3 separate regions of the Rattus norvegicus genome follow, and all the other regions are linked to region 2. The links are chromatin contacts, called in public Hi-C maps. All regions are on one chromosome and are shown on one strand. Each heading gives the region's core, a stretch centred on a gene start, on an enhancer-like site or on the middle of the called end of the contact. The rest is flanking DNA. Distances are from core to core; before and after follow the strand shown.

Evidence for each region. A called contact is a pair of places that touch in the nucleus more often than the background predicts.
Region 1: a contact with region 2 is called in a Hi-C map of mammary epithelial cells, with 5 times the contacts expected there. The contact joins two enhancer-like sites. A contact is called at or near these places in 3 of 12 Hi-C or Micro-C datasets (kidney, liver and mammary epithelial cells).
Region 3: a contact with region 2 is called in a Hi-C map of Schwann cells, with 5 times the contacts expected there. The contact joins two enhancer-like sites. A contact is called at or near these places in 3 of 12 Hi-C or Micro-C datasets (Schwann cells, mammary epithelial cells and prefrontal cortex).

What each region holds. Positions count from the first base shown.
Region 1 is chr7:93,043,738-93,047,186 of GRCr8, reverse strand. All of the region lies in intron 6 of Nsmce2 (NSE2/MMS21 homolog, SMC5-SMC6 complex SUMO ligase), which reads right to left. Among named protein-coding and RNA genes, the nearest start is that of Trib1, 51 kb to the left of the region's middle. Within about 2 kb of position 1,901, at least 26 of the 93 cell types and tissues checked have an H3K27ac peak or open chromatin away from gene starts, as enhancers often do. A contact at or near this core is called in kidney, where this site is marked.
Region 2 is chr7:92,837,972-92,841,407 of GRCr8, reverse strand. The region is part of intron 2 of Nsmce2 (NSE2/MMS21 homolog, SMC5-SMC6 complex SUMO ligase); the gene reads right to left. Among named protein-coding and RNA genes, the nearest start is that of Nsmce2, 14 kb to the right of the region's middle. Within about 2 kb of position 1,332, at least 7 of the 93 cell types and tissues checked have an H3K27ac peak or open chromatin away from gene starts, as enhancers often do. A contact at or near this core is called in Schwann cells and kidney, where this site is marked.
Region 3 is chr7:92,999,414-93,002,680 of GRCr8, reverse strand. The region is part of intron 4 of Nsmce2 (NSE2/MMS21 homolog, SMC5-SMC6 complex SUMO ligase); the gene reads right to left. It also overlaps the pseudogene LOC134479617. Among named protein-coding and RNA genes, the nearest start is that of Trib1, 95 kb to the left of the region's middle. Within about 2 kb of position 1,845, at least 13 of the 93 cell types and tissues checked have an H3K27ac peak or open chromatin away from gene starts, as enhancers often do. A contact at or near this core is called in Schwann cells, where this site is marked.

The DNA of each region.
Region 1 (3,449 bases), core at 652-3,151, 210 kb before region 2:
CATTACTCTAATGCTAGGATTACAGGCATGCACCATCAACACCTGACTTTATGCTGTGCTGGACGCGTGCGTGTGTGCGTGTGTATGTGTGTGCGCTCAAACCACCCAGGGCTTCATGCGTGATAGGCTCAAGCTCTACCAACTCAGTTACTTCCTTAGCCCTGGGTATCATTTTAAATAGGAACACCGCCTGGAGGACTTTTAGATAGGGATGGGATTAGTGTCTTTTAAAAAACTCACTCTAGCTACTTACAGAGGACAAAAGGCTAAAGGGCAAAGGGTGAAGGGTGAAGCAGAGGAAATAGTTGGGGGTCCCACAGAAGTCCAGGAAGGGTGAGGCAGTCAGGCTCCAACACACACTGGGGCATGGGGCCTGAGACTAGGGACGGAAGGCAAGTAAGCAGAGCCAAGCTGGAGACAACTGCAGGCCCTGTGCTGTGCTGGGAAGAGAACACAGGATAGGAGTCTTGCCTGGACTCCAGCCCTCTGAATGCCACTAAACCTCTCAATGGAGACACTGAGTGGGACTGGGCACTGGCCAGAAGCCTGAGGTGAGTGAATTAGTAATGTGAGTCACCAGAAAAGGGTGGAACTCAGGCCTCGCACAGTTAGCCGGCTCATTGGAGGGCGTGTTTGGACTGAATCACCTGATTTCTTTTTACTGTGAACAAGGTTTGGGCAGGGCTAAGTGCCCCGTGTTTGGAGTCAAGCTCATGCAGGTCATGAATTCTCTCAACCACCTGATTGGTGGCTGAGATAAACTTTCTGAGCCTGGGTTTCCCTGCTATAAAATAGGGGCAGGGTCCCCATTCCACAAGGCACCAGGTCCCACAGTGCTCCATTGTGTTCCTCTATTTTACCATCTCCTAGGCTGGCCACTATTCTCCCGGAAGGTTTTAAGTTATCTGGTCTATCTGCACTTAAACAGACCCTGTGCACACACACACACCATTCATGCATTCAGAGTGCTTCTGTGTGATCAGCTCTGGGCTAGGTTCTAATCACATAACCTTAAGGACAAACATGGCTCTGACCCACACAAAGCTCGGCCCCATGACCTGAGACAGCTCTTCAAAAGGGACAGAAGACACAGGGGAAAAGGTAAGAGGCCGAGCGAGCGAGGGAAGGGAACCTGACCTGGGAGCCTCAGTGAACCAAGTCCTAGGAAAGGCAGGATAAGGTAGGAAAGAGAAGGCATTTCCTGGCTTTGATCTTGGGGTCAGGGAGTGTTTGCAGCACAGGGGCTTTCCCTGGGCAGTGTGCAGCCCATGTGCAATGAACAGTAAGCTTGAGAACGGGAATTAATTTTGAAATGCTAAATGTATCTTGTATATTCAGGCACATGAGCGCTCGATATCTCTCTCTCTCTCTCTTTCTCTCTCTCTCTTTCTCTCTCTCTCTGTCTCTCTCTCTCCCTCTCTCCCTCCCTCCTTTCCTCTCTCCCTCCCTTCCTTCCTTTTCTTTCTTTTTTCCTGGAGTCTTGCTGTGTACCCTCCTCCCTACCCCACCAACTCCCTCCTGCTCGCCCCGCCCCGCCCCGCCCCGTGTAAGTTGAAATCTCTAAGGATGAGACAAGGAAGACACACACACACATTTAGGACTTAGAAATGGAGACTGCCATCCCTGAGGCTTCCCTGACATGGAAATGCAGAACAGGAGGTTTCTGGAGTGAACATCCCTGGAGGCAAGCCCTGAGCCCTGTTTCTGACTACCAGGCCTTGGGTGCAGTGGGCTCTGAGAAGCACATCTACGTCCATCTGCCAGACAGTGAATAAGCGGTGGAGAGGGAAGTGGGGAGTGAGGGGGGAGGACTTCCTGATGACATCAGTGGCTTTAGTCAGTAAATGAGGGCATTCTGAGAATGGCTGACGGAATTAACCACACCACTGGGCTGAGAGGAGGCGCCCACATTCATGTTGATGGGATGGAGCCTGGTGAGGTCTGTGTCATGCAGAGGCAGGCTCTGGGGACAGGGATATAAATCAAGTATCTGAGGGGAGCTGGGTGACCTGACAACAAAGATACAACAAAGATACAAAATGGAAGAGCCAAGTGGTATATGCCTATAATCCCAGCAGCTGGGAGGCTGAGGCAAGACTGAACTATACAGAAAGTTCTAGGCTAGTCTGGGCTATATAGTGAGACCATCTCCAAAAGAGGGGCGAAGACCTAGTAGTAGTCAGCTCCCCTAATGCTAACACTGTCCAAGTGACGTACAAGGCTTCTCCTGCAAACAGGTGAAGGCAGTTCTTATCTTCTGCAGGCATCCGACACAGCAAGAAATCACGGCCACTGAAGGCCATGAGCTCCAGGCCTCACCACACAGCAGTTGTCATTCTAACCACAGTTAACCAGTCCTGTCTCTTCAAACAAGGTGGCTCAACAAGGGACAGGATGAGCACAAGGCTGAACAGTATGACTGAATCGCTGGGGAGACTTCCTGGAGGAGAGGCTGGACAGGAAGCAGGGCACAGTCTTGTTTCCCACCCCACCCCACAGAAACGAACAAGTTTTTAAACTAAAAAGGATAAGAAAAGGCCATGATGCCATGGGCTTGAATCAGGGCATTCCTGCTCTGAGAAACAACACTACCCAAGCATTAGGCCATAATCCCCAGGACATCCTGGTGAGCAAGTCAGGTGTGGCAACACCTTCAACACCATCAAATCATCCCCAGGAAGGGCTCAGATGCACAGGCCTGGAAGGAGAGGCTGGTCCTGAGCCTGGGTCAGCCACAGGGCAGAGCATTCCTTAGCAGCATGGGGTAAACTTAAGAGTCTATGCTAAGGAAAGGTGCAGAGGGTCCAGGGGCTTCAGGGAGTCGAGGCCTCAGCCTGAGCCTGAGCCTGAGCCTGAGCCTGAGCTTCAGCTCGTGACCACACAATGTTGAGCATCTAGAGGCGCAGATTTGGGCTCCTAGAATACCAAGGTTTGGCCCATAAGCAGCTAGACAGACGCCTCTGGCATTAGAGTTGGGTAGATTCCTGACATACCTACACTCAGACAGTAATTCTGTCCATACCCTCCAAGTCCAGGGTGATGTGTCACAAAGCAGTGAGGTAAGCATAATGACTGATTGTCGTAAGGGCCCCACAGCTGTGTGTTCATACTGCACAGTAGTGTACTTCCTGTCAGGTATGTGTGTACGCAGCCGTGTACATGTGTAGGTGCTGTGGAAGTCAGAGGACAGCCTTAGTTGCCCTACTCAGGTTTGCATTTGTTTTTTTGTTTGTTTGTTTACTTCTGAGAGGTTCTTTCACTGGCCTAGAATGTGCTAAGTGTCCACTAAGGCTGGCCAGCCACTGACCCTCAGGGGTCTGTCTGTCTGTTTTTCATCTCCCTCCCTGTTCCCAGTGCTGGATTACAAGTGAACTACTGTACTTGGTTCTTTTGTGTGAACTCTGGGGATGAGCACAAGCCTCACTGAGCTATCTCCCTGTCTTCTCCAC
Region 2 (3,436 bases), core at 83-2,582:
TCAAATAAACAATTTAAACTGGTTGTATAAGACACCCTACAGTATTGTAGTGAACAGTATGATGTTGTACTTTGCCTAAGCACTGTATCAGAACCTAGAGTCTCCAGGGCAGATGCTCTAGTCAAGAGCTGATGAGCCATATCCAGCCCTAAAACCTGTTGCCCTTCCACAGCCCTCACAAAGAGCCAAGTCTGCCTCTTCCCTGGTGCTACTCAAAATCTAAAACAATGTGACTGTGGTCCATGCCACCTAGCTCAAGTCACATATTAACTAGGCCTTCTTCCACACAGTATAGGACTTAACCCATCTTTCTGAAACCTTTAAGAATAGGCACCTTCCTTCGTCTTGCAGGACTAAAGCCTATGGCATCAGGCTGGGAGCACAGAGCAGGCTGTGGTGTTAATAAACACCCTATCCTAAAGACAACTGAACTCAATACTGCTCTTTCATGAACACACTGTTCTCTTCTCACTCCCAAAAACCTAACACACAGTCCAGAAGAAAAGTGAAATCTTTGTCTTCAGGTTAAAGTGGCCATTGCTGCCATCACCAGTTTACAATTACTTAGAACTTAACACTCTCAACCTCCCTCTCTCAGGTATACACACTTACAGAGAGCCCAAAAAGAACTTCTCAGTGTAACTCCCCCCGCTGGCACCCCCTTCTCCTCAATCATTCAACTTATTCTGGCCCAGACACTGAAGAACTGCAGTGAACACACCCCGCACCATGTGCTTATGTGTTCCTGTAATCCAGCCTTCTGGAGGATGAGATGGGAGGACAGTAACTTTGAAGCGAGCCTGGGCTACCTGGTAAGACTCTGTCAGTAAAAATCACAAAGCAGGGAGTGTGTGTGTGATAAAAGGTGACTTCCAACTCTTCTAGTAAGTTTAAGATGCACAATGAGCCCACATAAGAAAGACTGTCACTTCACCATGAGAACTCCACTGAAGAGCAACAATAGATTCAAAGGTAAAAGAAGCTGCCTTTCAACTTTGGTCTCTGATTCCACAGGCCTAAAAAAAAAAAAAAAAAACTCATGCAGGAATATGCCTCTTGCAACTGTGGTCACATGTAAAAATGAAGCAAGAAAACATCTGTCTGGAGCTGGCCTCAAATGCCTCTAGTTCTTCTCCAAACCAGGTTCATAACTCCCACCCACAGAGAGAAAGCCAGGGCCTGAGGCGGCACCCAGGGACAAGCAAATTAGCATTCCCAAGGTCAATTGCTGACAGGCTTAATTGTTTACAGCAACTAGAATCAGCTGGCTGCTGCAGTTAGGAGGCTTAACCTTCCAGCTTGCCCAACAGCATATGAAACTGATTTACCACATCAGCTACAAAATATGAAGAACTGTAGATGTGGATTCAAACGAACACACAACGTTTTATACAGAAGCAAACGTAACAGGATCCTCAGAAACAATGCACTTTTTATTTTAAGCTGGCTAAACAATTAGGGGAAAACCCTAAAATACTAGCCACAGCTTCAGCAGAGGAGAGACAAGTACAGGAGAAAATGAGAAAGTGTCTCATTCTTCCACTAGCTTGACTGAAAGTTCACCAGAACTGCTAAAGAGTTGCAGATCTAGCTGATTTGGCCATCTTTTATTTCTTACCTTTCACTGTCACAGAGAAGTGAAATAGCCTATGTGCCTTTTGTCATCTCATAAAGTGTTGTATGTGGCTAATAAGAATAAGCAGTGTAGCCAGCTAGTCTGGAGTCCAGTGTACTTGTAGGATTTTGATTTCACTGCCCACGCTGTGCCAAAAGAACTCTTTAGGAGCTTCCATATTTATGACATGTGAAAGTAATATTTTAGTTTTATGTACTTTACAATTTTATTTATTTGTGAATATAGATGTTCTGACTGCATGTATGTCTGTGGACATACTATGAACATGTCTAGTGTCTGGTATAGAAGCAGGTATGGTATCACCTGGGTTCTGGGAATTGAACCTAGGTCTTCTGAAAAAGCAACCAATCCTCTTAACCACAGAGCTATCAGCTATCTCTCTGGCCTTGGAAAATAGTTTCAGATACACTAACTAGGTTAAATAAAACATTACAAATCTCTCCCTCCTCCATACTTTATGAAAGAGAGACAGTAGAAAATTTCAAATTACACATGTGGCAAACAGTACAGTTTTATCAGACTGCACTTCTGCATATAAGTAATGGTACAGAAATATACAGCATGAATACGTAACTTCATCTGTGACTACAGAAACAGGGAAAGAACAGTTTGCATAATGATCTCTAGAAGAATCAAACTGCTTTCAACTGTTATGTGTCATCCTCATAAAAGCTCCTTTCCTCTGACCACAAGACATTAAAATTTTATGTCATTAAAAGAGGACTATAGTGTTTCACCAAAGGCTCCTAATGTTTTTCTACTTCTGCCTCCGTTGTCATCTCTGCATAGCATTCAGCAAGCATCAGTCCTTGCCAATGGCCAGAGACACGATGTGATGCTGGCCTGGCTTTTTAATCTGACTGAGAGACTCTTAGCTAGCTTTTTCTGTTTTAGTCCTTTTCATCCCCAGTTTGATCACTGAAATCTAATAGAAGGCTCAGCTCCAATGGCCAAGAAAAATTAGAAATAAAACAAAAGAATCGGGGTTGGGGATTTAGCTCAGTGGTAGAGTGCTTGCCTAGGAATCGCAAGGCCCTGGGTTCGGTCCCCAACTCCGAAAAAAAGAACCAAAAAAAAAAAAAAAAAAAAAAGAATCGATAGCAAAGGCACTGTCAAAGGCCTAGAAAAATCTAAACAGTATTTAGGCACTATACATAATCTGTTTTTTAAAAAAAAACAGAAACTTACACCAAAATGAGAAATGCTAATGTGAACAGGAGGGTTTAGCACACAGAACAGGGCAAGCCAAGTAACTTTACACATAACCACCATGCAAAAACGATGCTGGCTCTTACAGTTAGGCCAGTACAGTGGGTAGAAGAACATCTGGAGGTGTTGAGACATCTGGAAATGTATGGAGTGAAAGAGACTCCAAGGTAAGAAAGAGGCGGGGAGGCAAAGAGCAATCTAAAACAGTTTTCCAAGAGCCCTTTAGAAGGGAACTGCTCAACGTTGTATCTAGAGATGCCAACAGGCAGTGTTTTTCACACCTTTAACCTTCTACACTGTTCCAAATGGAACTGGAGAAAGGACAAAATTATGAATATGTATGTGAACAAATATTTTAAAGTGATTATAGAAGTTAACAAATCAAAACGCACTAGTTGAGAAAAAAATGCCACTTGTTTTATGATTCACATGAGATGTACATTTGTTTTCATATATTTTAAAAGAATCACATTTTTAAAGATTTCTTTTTTGGTGTTTTATATGTGTGGCATAAAACATTTGTTTGTTTCTATGTATATGCAAAACCTGTGTGCCTGGTGCTCTTGGGGGCCAGAAGAAGGCATGGGGTCC
Region 3 (3,267 bases), core at 596-3,095, 160 kb before region 2:
ACAGAGATTTTGGGCTTCGTTTTAATTTCTTTTCTTTCTTTTCCTTCCTTCTTTCCTTCCCTTCCTTCCTAATATTACCCCCCTCCCCAGACACTCCTCTTTCTTCTTTTAAAACAGGGTTTCACCATGTAACTCTGTCCTGGAACTCCCTACATAGACCAGGCTAGCCTCAAACTCACAGAAAATATCTGCCTCTGTCTCTCCATTGCTGGGATTAAAGGTGTGAACTGGTCCCAACTGCCCCTGGGCCTTTTACTGTGTATACGTGTACGTACGCGTGTGCTGGTACACATCTGTGTGAGGGTGAAGTGTACCTGTTCGCAGAGGCTAGAGAATGGACTTGGGTGTGATTTTCTTGGGATTTCTTGGGAAGTGTGGCTATCGAGCTTGAAAGGTCATATTTCTACCTCTTCATCACTGTGACCCTAAGCTTGTGCCACCTTGTCTGACTTCTTTTACTACAGGGAGCTGGGGACCTGATGCTGGTCTCTGCATTTCCAAGGAAGTACTTCACTGACTGAGATTGCTTTTCCTTCTTCCCAGCCTGGGTTTTAAATAAAACAATTAAATGAGCTAAAGGAATGTTTCTCTGGTGTCTGATCCCACCCAGCACTGAGGACAGTAATTTCCTTAGCTGGCAATGACTTGGTAGAGGAAAGGAATTGTCTGCTTTTGCTGCTATATGGAAATTAGATCCAAGTCCTCTGCAAGGGGACAAAAACAAATGCCTCAGTGGTCCCCAGAACACACTTTCCCCATTACACAGAGACAGCAAGGATGGCTGACTGGACCTCCAGCTATTCATCAGCCAATCCAGTTTCCACTGCAGGGCTTACTCTAACCTGCTGAGAGATGGCGCGGGCTTTCCCCTCTGCTCCATCTAAAGCCGTCACTAAGCCATACTCTTTGTTCTGTTTTATTATAAGTGATTACACATAAGGCATTGCACAAGAATGCCTGGGTAATGGTTACATCGCAACCCAGCAGTAGCTGGGATGCAGATATTCAGTGCCTTAATAGCCAAACAGGAAAGTTTAAGAAGTGGGCTTCAGGAGGCTAAAGTGGGCCACAGTGACTCATTCCCAGGACCATCCTGACCTGAGCCTTCGCTGAGACGTGCTCTTGAGAAGAACCCGGGCACAGGGAATGACAAGATGTTTACCTTTACAGGGTTCTGCGAGCATCCACAGCGAACAGGAAACTAAGATACCAGTCTTCTTTTGAAAACTACTGGTGTCAGAATGCACAAGCTTGCACTGTACCTCACAGCCACTACTCTCACTCACTGGCCACTCCTCAGGCTGCAGGCACCGCTCCAAGCATTAGCCACATATTATTCCTTTTATCCCCCGTGACAATCTTATAATGTCCCAATTCTCATTTCATGGATGAAAAGAGCAAGTTGCAGAAAAGGTTACATAACTCGCCACCTCTCACAGTTGGTGGGCTGGAAAAGGAGCTCCCCGCTCACTCGCTCGCTCTCTGACTGCAGTCTGAGTGACGCATCGTCTCTACTTGACATTTCGGGGCTCTGTCCCAAGTAAGTACTCTGTAGGGTCCTAACAAAATGGTTCACATATTTTCCTGATGTTTCACACGGCTAATTACACAACCAATTAGTTTCCCAACTGAAAGATACCATCTACTATTTCTGCCTCTACTTCAGTCTGCTTAAGCTCACGGTAGAGATGGAAATGAAATCGGCCCCAGCCTACATGTTTATCGTCTTTTGGAGTTCTCACAGGACAGATTTCCTGCTTAAAAACCTTTTAGCCACAGACTGCTGCTTCTTGTTTTGACAGTCCAATCTTATTAGATCATGTTCTAGCACAATGTGGGCCTTGCTCAATACTCTGAAATTTCAGACCTACCAAAGCTATGAGCAACTTTTTGATTGAGAAGTCCACGACCTCATGTGAAACTGGAGTCATGGGAATTGGAAGTAGTGTACAAAACCCTTCGATGGTAAAGTGAAATATGACAACAGTGGAATGATGTGACCCACAGCTCCAGGAGACATGCTTCCTCATGGTCATGACTACATGTCAGTATCTCCAAGGACTCCACGTGCTGGCCTGCTCTCAGCAGTGTTTGAATCACCTTATGTGGTTGGCAGGTGGCCATAGAATAATGAAGTGGTAAGAAAGGGGCAGATTTTGCCAACTGAGGCAGCCCAAATGGAACCAAGAGAGGGGCTGGCTGTACAACAGGTGAGAAAAAGGTGTGTAAGGGGTGGGGGCGCATGGCTTACTGATCCAGTGATATGTAAAGACTTGTTCACATTACCTTTGTACTGAAGACTCATGACTCAGTTTTCAAGCCCGTGGAAGTGAAACAGGTATCTCGTTTCCCCTCTGCAGCTCCACGCTCTCTTCCCCACATACGGTTTATATAGCTTCAAACCTATTAGCAGCCAAAGGGGGATGATTAAGGGCTAAGGGTCAAACATTGGTTAGCTGCTAGGAGCCATGGGGCAGAAACTGCTATCCTGAAAAGGGCAAAGGGAAAACAGCTGAGACACAGAAACACCAGCAGGTAGGGATTGTCTTCAAGTGTGTGACTTTAGAAGAGGACCAACTACAGAATGCTTCCCTTAGGATGTTATATCTTAACACACACTGTAGGCCCAAGGCCCAGCATTTGGCACCCTGTTAAAATTAGGTCAGGAGTGTGATGAGGAGAATGTGTGCTTTTCACTTGGGATTGTACTGTAGAAAAATGGCACAGGGCTCTGTAGGAACACTGCTAAACCTGCATACAGGAAGTAGGCCAGGCTGAAGCTACTTCAAGGTGGAAGGGCCAACGAGGGACCTCCATCTCATTTAGGCAGACAGCTTCTATGTGGCCAGCCTGTGTTGTCAGAGATGGCACGGAAAGAAGTTGGAAATGCTGATTCTGATGTGAATCCTTCTAACTAGTGTATGTTGCAACCAATAGATACATGTGTATACAACTCCCCTGGCCAACCCAAACACATCTGTGGCTGGGACCAGCACATCGAGAGCTGGTGTCTGACCTTGGTGACCACAGTGATGACTCTTAACCCTTACAGCACGGAGAGGAGACAAGCGCTGGCTTGTTTTCTGTGAAGTCACTTACACCGCTGCTTGGTCAAAAGACTCTTTGTAAATCCAACCTGTGGGACCTTCAGAGAGGTCCAAGAAGGTGATGGGCCTCTTTCACTAACAATGCCAAGCCTGTAGCTGTTGAGAGAGGTAGGTATTCTGAAGTCTTTGGGGGGAATTTAGAAAGGTGTCAGTCAGGAAG